Linked DNA regions of Mus musculus: region 1 is linked to region 2. Evidence: chromatin contacts called from public ChIA-PET data. All regions are on one chromosome and are shown on one strand. Each heading gives the region's core, a stretch centred on a gene start, on an enhancer-like site or on the middle of the called end of the contact. The rest is flanking DNA. Distances are from core to core; before and after follow the strand shown. Region 1 overlaps Cacnb4 (calcium channel, voltage-dependent, beta 4 subunit). Region 2 overlaps Cacnb4 (calcium channel, voltage-dependent, beta 4 subunit).

Region 1 (4,106 bases), core at 808-3,307, 100 kb before region 2:
CGGAGGGCCCATGCTTGAATGTCCTATCTGCTAGTCTGTGTGAAGATCCCATGAGGTCTCTTGTGGAGCAGGGACCCTTTTCCAGATAACAGGTAGAAATATAACCTGTACCGTTAGGATGGCTGGCTTACTAGCATGTTTGTGTTCGGATGTGTTCCTTTAGATTTTATCAACTCATCGAGGCTATAAAAATGGTTCCTAGCTTCTGACTTGTGTGTGTGTGTGCGCGCGAGCGTGCGTGCGTGCATGTGTGTGTGTTTGGAGAGAGAGAGAGAGAGAGAGGGAGAGAGAGAGAGAGAGGGAGAATGTCCCTTTGTGTATAACTCACTCTTTAGTATCTCTCGTAATCTGTCTTCTTGGCCTGCGTACTTTTCACCTAAATGTTGGTCCATTTGTACCGTGCCCCCTTCTTCCTACAAACTCTGATTTGACTAAATTTCCCTCTCCTGCGCCATCTCTCCTGGACCCAAAGCTCCAATTATTGTCTCCAAGCACACACATGGGTTTTCTGAGTCAAACCTAAATAGGATCCACAAATTATTTTGTCTCTAAGAGTGCTTCTGGATATAGGTATGTACCAAAACTATGTTTCAGAGCCTGACCTTATTCGAGAGGCATCCTTGTCCTGACTTCTCACACTTCCGGAAGAGTGTACCAGAGTTGAGAACCTTGTGAGATCCACTCACACAGCCCTGCCAGTGGGCGCCAGGTGGTGATGACTGAATTTGGAAGCTGACGAAGGTGTCATTTTGACAGTTCATAGAACTGAGGTTTTGCTGTGTGCATGGCTTAGAAAACCATCTAGGCTGTAGAATCTTTTCAAGGCCTCTTTAGTGACACAGCTTGACCTAGTCTTTGGAGAAGTGAAAGTCACTCAAAGGGTGTTCCATGTTCAGTTCACACTGGCTAAGTGCTTGAGGGTGTCAGTGTCTCCTAGGACAACAGAATGAGTCCCCTTGAGTAACGTAAGAAATGATAGGAAGCATTGCATTTCTAACTTGACCTGTGGGCAGCATATGGCTTCCTTGGGAGCTGGCTTGCATTTGAATAACCCGAGAATCATGTTATTATGGTCTGGGAAGCAGCTATGTTATTTCTGGAGAGACCAGGAACTTTGTACTGAGAAGTCAGGGCCTTCCGGGGACCTCGTCGGAGGAACTCACCCTGGCAAGAGTTCTGGCCAGTGTCTGTTGTATTTGTTTTCGTGACATCATTTTACTAAGTCCCTCAAGTCTATAATTGCTTTAATGTTGCATTCTTCATCCTTGAAAGAAAAACTAATAAAGCAAGGAGCGAATGTGCGTTTATTGTTTCATACCCCCCCAGGGCGGGGGGGGAATGGGGGAAATGGAAGAGAAAAGCACTTTTTAAAAAATAACGAATCTAACATGGTGATGGCCCGTGCATGTAATCCTACTAACCTGTGGCTCAACGAACTGGAGTTCTGGGTCATTCTCAGGACAGCCTGGGCTACATGGGACTTTGTCTCAAGATACTTGCCCTCCTCCCCCTATCAGCATGTACAGTCTTATTCCAGGGCTGAGGAAATGGCTCAGTGAAGAAACGGCTTGCTGGCTAAACATGAAAATGTGAATTTGGATTTTTTGGCTCACACATAGCCAGGCACCGTAGTACCCACTTATAATCACGTTACTGGGTAAGGGCAGAGATAGGCAGGCTACAGGGGTTCCCTGTCCAGCCAGACTTGCTGAGAGATTGAGTTTCTGGTTCAGTGAGAGACCTCATTTCAGAAAAAAATAAGGTAGAATGTAATAGAGGGAGACATCCTGATGGCCACATGCTTGCACATGCATATACCATACACAAATAAGTCAAGAGAGTCTTAGCCTGAGGTCAAGCTGGCTCTTGGGGCTTCATGCATCCTCTCCTGGCTCACCTTCAACTTCAGCTCAGCTGAGATAGACAGTTCCTCCATGTGCAGCCTGCTTCTTTTACTTCTTGGAACTCAAAGGTTTTCTCCCTTGATGTCAGAAGAGCTTGCTTGAGCCAAGCCTGTCCTCAGATAGGACTGGTCACTTCCTCTCTGCCAATAGGGCAGGAGTGTTGACAGTTAAGTGCATCAGCCCGCTGTCCTTTGAGGGCAGGTTTTGTTACTTGGTGTGTCTCATGGCACCAAGCCCACTTGCAAGCTTTTGTAAGCAGCGATATACCCTTGGTTGGCCTTCCTTCTTTCTCTGATCCCATCTCTTGTCTCCCTCACTCTCATATCTTGTGATCTTTCTGGAAGACCTGAGGTTTCGCTCTCAGGGAAGGCAGATTGACAGCTACCATCCCAGGAAGATGAGGGAGCCAATACTAACACTTCTTTCAAACTCTTCTTTGAATTTCCTGGAAAGATAACTTTTTCAAGTGTAAAAAAAAAAAAAAAAAAAAAAAAGAAAGAAATTAAATTTGGAAGTCAGAAAGCCTGAAGGAGCGGATTCCGGTGCTTATTATTATGGTAGAGAAAGACCCTCAGACTCTCTGCTTTGGCCTGCAGGGTCTCTTTATTTTTAAATTTCTCATCTGTAGTTATTGACATGCTACTTGGCACGTTTTCAGAGTTTGACAACTAGAGTCCATTCCCAGTGCAGAACCATTTGTGTAAAATCATGTGTAAGAGGACGCAGTGGAGGGTTGTCTGCTCAACTGTGTGTCTCCAGGTAGATAAAGAATGGAAAGCGATTGTTCTGGTTGTTTAGGGCCAGCATGTGAAGATAGCCCCGAGAACACCGTAGAGCCATGCAAACAAGCTCCAGGGAAGAGCGACTCACCAGGCTGAACTCCGGTCAATCCAGGGTTGCTGGTTCTAGTTATCGATTAATAAGAGCCAAACTGGACCTCCAAAAATGGAATCACGGTTCTCAGAATCAAGGCTAATCTGGAACTAAAGTGTGCGTTAGTTAGAAGAGGTGAGTGGCTCACCTCCCAAGTTTGAAGGCCACAGCCTTTCCCAAAGGGCTTTTATGACAGTCATGTGTTGGAGATAATCTGAGCCTTATCACAAAGAGGCTCCCGTCAGAGACCTTCTGATGTTAGGACAGGTTTAAAGAGAAACAGGCTAAGCAGTTTTAATATAATTTGCTTTCTTATGCTTGCCATTGCAAAGTTAGTCTTACTAGGCATTGCCATTTCATACAGACAAACCAGCATTCCCAGTTAAAAGATAACATTTAAAAGGACATTTTATCCAGATATTCTCAAGGTTTCGGTGGTCCTACGTGCTGTCTTATTGAGCAGTTTTGAAGCAGCTCCTTGGTTTTTCTTTATCTCCTCGTAATGTAGCTGACTGATTACTTCCTTGTTCTGTTTGCTTGCTCACATGAAATTGCATCTCCTTAGGATCCATGATACATGTGCCCACAATGTTAGCCAGAGAGAGTATAAAACGAATCAGATGTGTTCAATACAAATGTTCTTTACCGATGGCGAAATTTAGTCCCAGACCTTGGAAAACTCTATTAAAGATGTTGAGTGAGACTGTCCAGCAGGTACTGTGGTAGTGGTCAAATAACCAAATATTGTGCTGTCCAGTGCCCGTCCTTCCTGGAGTTGAAGCTCTTCCTGGTGTGCCGGTTCCTGCCTGAGCCTGGGAAAGCCCACAGCAGACAGGTAATCCTAACTGAAGTGGTGGGGTGGAGCCACAAGATGGCTCCCTTCTGCAGGGCTTCCAGATAGAATTGTCTAGACTGATTTTCACATGACCCATGAGGGGGTGTGAAGAAGGTAGAGCATTTGTTTGAGGAAGGATGCTCAGGGAATGTGCTTAGACATCTGGGAGCACTTAAGTATAAGCACTGGGAACCCCAGCATGGGATGACCTGGAAGGCTGTATGGGGAACCATAACGAGAGATGGGGCTGGGCACACCAGAACGGGGCATCTTATCCCCAACCATGTTTTGAACTTCGCATTTAAAAGACAGTATTTGCTTATTTGTGTGTATGTGTGCACGCATGTCTTTGGACTTGTGAAGAGGTCAAAGGAAAACTTGAGGGAGCGAGGAAGTGCTTGCTCCTTCCACCACGCCCATGGATCAAACATAGGTAGGTCATTGGGGCAGCAACTTCCTTTAACCCCCAGGCCATCTTACCAGCCCAAGAGTTC
Region 2 (3,755 bases), core at 1,015-3,514:
TATCCACTGAGCCATCTCAGCCAGTCCATCACTTCTTAAAGTCTCTCACTCGCTCTTCTCTCTATCTTTGTGAATATGTATGTGAGACACGCACACATTCACACACACACACACACACACAGAGAGTGGGGAGGGGGAGGGGGAGAGGGAGACACAGAGAGAGACAGAGAGAGACACAGAGAGAGAGCCCGACTAACTGGAAATGGAACACAGGGCCTTTGCACACGTTTGGCAAAGACTTTCCTACTGAGCTTTATAACTCTAGCCCTTTATTTTACTTCTTATCTTGAGACAGGGTCTTAATAAGTCGTTCACGTTGGCCTTGAGTGTACTGTATAGCCTAGGCAGGCCTCAGCCCCCTGAGGAGCTGGGATTACAGTCTATACCACTAAGCCTGACTCTTGTCTCAATTTAGTTTTTGCATGTGTTCAGTAGACAGCCAATTCTCCACTGAACGGCTAGATCTATGCTTTTTCAAGACTGTCTGAGTTTGCTTCATCAAACATGGCAAACAAATAACCAGTTCTCTCAGAACCTCTGCTGTGCAAATGTCATCATCCATGCAAACACCGCTTCTAATGCCAGCTCAGGGCAATGGGTTGCCGTTCCTTTGGGAGCTAAAGGTGAGCCTGAAGATTTGGGTTGTGTGCGTGTGTGCGCATGTGCAGGTTGTTGTCATTTGGTTTTCTGGGTTTGGCTTGGTTTGGTTTTGTAGGGTGAGGTTGATAACTTTTAAAGAGGATCCCTCAGCTTGCTCTTGTCCTAGCATGGACACTGAGTGGCACTGGGCATTCCTCAGTCCTTTGGGGGTGTCCGTCAGAGTCGGTGGTGCTGATGATCAGAGCACCCTCTGGGCATGGACTTCAGCTGTGGACATCCCTGTTTTCATTATCAAGTATTTTTTTTCTCTTCACTGTAAACATTAACCCTACAAATAGGCTACCACATGTCTGACGTTTTGATGACGAAAGACTACAAGTGGTATTGACACTGAATCCAAAACATCATTTTACTAATGGGCCGTGCTGCTTGGCTTTGTTGCAATCTAGGCAAACTGGTGATACCAAGACGCAGGTAGGATTTAGCCCTCATAAACAGCCTAACTTTCCCTTGTCACTTATGTGCCTAGGATGTGCAAGCGAGAATGGGAGGCAGCTTCAGTTCATGAGCAATTATCAGCTTCATACCTAGCCAGCACCAAACAAGTGTAAGAGCAAGATGTCAGGTCCTTCTTACTGCAGTTTGCTTCCTAGTCCTAATCTATTTAAAACATGGTCCTTTATGACATAGCGGCCTTCCACACAACACAGAAGCTTGACTGTATCTGCAGTAAGGCAGAGTGTGCGCATCGAATTCTATGCCAACGAATGGAACTCGCCCAAGGTTCTTCTGTTAAGATGGTGACAGTGTAAGAGGCTACCTTTTACCTCACTTAAGCCTTCTGCCTTCTCTCCCCAGGGGTCAGCAGATTCCTATACAAGCAGGCCATCGGACTCCGATGTCTCCTTGGAAGAGGACCGGGAAGCGATCCGGCAAGAGCGAGAACAGCAAGCAGCTATCCAGCTTGAGAGAGCGAAGGTGACTTTCTTCCTTTTCTTTTAACGCGAGCTGTCACGTTGCTCAGCGCCTGTGCCCAGCATTTCTACCTCACATCTGTCTTAGTGTTCCTGATAAAACACTGACCAAAAGCAACTTGGAGAGGAATGGCTTCATTAGACAGCTCTGGTCACACTCATCAGTGACAGAGTCCAGAGTAGGAACTCAAGCAGTACAAGAACCCAGAGGCAGGGACTGAAGTGGGAGCTACGGAGAAACTCTGCTTATTTGGCTAGCTCTCCACGGTATACTTAGCCTTCTTTCTGATACCACTCAGGGCCACCTGACTAAGGGCTAGACTGCTCACGGTGGGGTGAGCACTTCTACATCAATCACTGGTCGGGAGAATGTTCCCCGGGCCTGCCTACAGGCTGATTTGGTAGTAGCATGTTTGTAATGGACATTCCTTCTTTACAAACGACTCTAGCTTACGTCATGTGTCTCTCTGGAGTATTCATTTTCCAGCCATCCGGCTAAGGCTTCTGATTGCAAGGCTCTCTGTTGTTTGTGCCCCTCACAGAAGTTAGTGGTATCTACAGGAGCCTATTTCTTATGAACCTTTTGCCTTTTTCTGTTTGATTTCGTGGTAATTATTGGTCCTTTCCCAACCTAGCAGTGTGGCAATATCAAATGACCTCACAACGTATTGGCAGAGAACCTTCTGAGCGGCGAGCCTGAGCCCTCTGTTCTTGACTCCTCCCCATCCTTGCTTGCCTCTGTTACACACCCACCCCCACCATGCTACGGATCACTTCACTGCTGCTTCTGTTCTGTGGTTTCTAGATTTCAGACTCCCACTTCAACTTCAGCATGGAGTTATTTTGTCTGCCTGTTTGTTTGAGAAGGGGACCACTACACTGTCCATTCTGGTCTTGAACTTGTGGACTTACTAGCTGGGCTACAGATGCGCACCATCGGACCTGGTTAAGCCCTTTGAACAACTCAAACAAGAGCAGCAAGACAGAGTGACAGAAGCCATCACTAGCCAATATAGGCTTCAGATCTTCTTCTTCCAGAAGACACAGGATGCAGCAGGAAACCAGCTGCACAGTTGAATTTTAGGACCAGAATTGCTACTAGAGCTCTCCCATTCCTCCTATATCTTTCTAACTTATTTTTCAAAGCATAGATAGGCCCTTTTGGCAAATTAATTTTTATGCCCAGCAACAGCATATGAGACACGGTTTATGGCTAGCCTGTCTGCTTGCTTCCATAGCTAACTCCAGTTTAGAATTTTAGACTCAAGCCCAGATAACGTTAATTTCCTTCCCTTTCTGGTTTCTGATAAGCTGCTTTAGAGATTGAAGCAAGAGAAGAAGGATATGGATGGGTGCATCATTGGGGTTGAGTGTGGGGTTGACGTCCACACACTGTGTCTGTGATCTCTGGTAGGAGGGCATCAGCATAGTGCCTGGGAGGGGACAAAGAGGTCCTACTGTGTGTCCTACCTCAACTGTTGATATTCCCAGAGCAAATGAATAAACCCATAGCAAAGCTACCTAGAGGCTTGGAGACCTTGTTGCTTGTTCTTGTTTTGAAAATGTCCCTTGCCATCTGTTTCATTATTGCGTGGTCACCTAAAACGGGGGTGGCAGGACCATAGCCTCGGCTGGTGGCTGGCTTAGCCCCAACAGGCTGCACCTGCTCAGGAGCACTTTGCCAGCAGGAATTCATATGCAAATTTAAAACAACCAACTGTTAGAAGGTAGGAAGAGGGTACAGGTGAAGAGCCTGTGTGTTGGGTTTAACCTACGTTGGCCTCCATTCCCCTGGCATGACAAGATGGTTATCTACAAAAGATCTCAGGTTTTCAGAACTGAGGCTCTTTCAAAAATCCTTGTCTTCCACCTACCCACCCTCCCTCAAGTTTATAACACCCAAGGTACATTTCCTAGCATGTTTTTCTTCTATGTGTAGACTTGCTCCTCTGTGTGTATGTGTGTGTGTGTGTGTGTGTGTGTGCGCGCGCACTCGCAAGTGCTCCCATGAGTACACATATGCATAATTATGCACATGTGTGTGGATGTCAGAGGTTAATGTGTTTCCTAATCACCCTCCATCTTAATATTTGAGGCAGGTCTCTTACTGAACCTGGAGTTCACCTTTTGTCTAGACTGGCTTGGGTCAGCAAGTGCCAGAAATCCTCCTGTCTCTGCCTC

Evidence for each region. ChIA-PET counts read pairs in DNA pulled down with a chosen protein or histone mark.
Region 1: a contact with region 2 is called in an H3K27ac ChIA-PET map of liver, with 4 times the contacts expected there. The contact joins two enhancer-like sites. A contact is called at or near these places in 8 of 484 Hi-C or Micro-C datasets (the C10 cell line, the G1E-ER4 cell line, adipose-derived mesenchymal stem cells and 5 more) and 3 of 115 datasets of contacts at active chromatin or transcription factors (acute myeloid leukemia, hepatocytes and liver).

The regions. Positions count from the first base shown.
Region 1 is chr2:52,574,687-52,578,792 of GRCm38.p6, reverse strand. All of the region lies in intron 2 of Cacnb4 (calcium channel, voltage-dependent, beta 4 subunit), which reads left to right. Among named protein-coding and RNA genes, the nearest start is that of Cacnb4, 100 kb to the left of the region's middle. Within about 2 kb of position 2,057, at least 10 of the 459 cell types and tissues checked have an H3K27ac peak or open chromatin away from gene starts, as enhancers often do. A contact at or near this core is called in hepatocytes and liver, where this site is marked.
Region 2 is chr2:52,475,515-52,479,269 of GRCm38.p6, reverse strand. Cacnb4 (calcium channel, voltage-dependent, beta 4 subunit) reads left to right here. Exons shown (of 14, transcript NM_001037099.2): 3 at 1,459-1,578. Among named protein-coding and RNA genes, the nearest start is that of A430018G15Rik, 52 kb to the right of the region's middle. Within about 2 kb of position 2,264, at least 22 of the 459 cell types and tissues checked have an H3K27ac peak or open chromatin away from gene starts, as enhancers often do. A contact at or near this core is called in hepatocytes and liver, where this site is marked.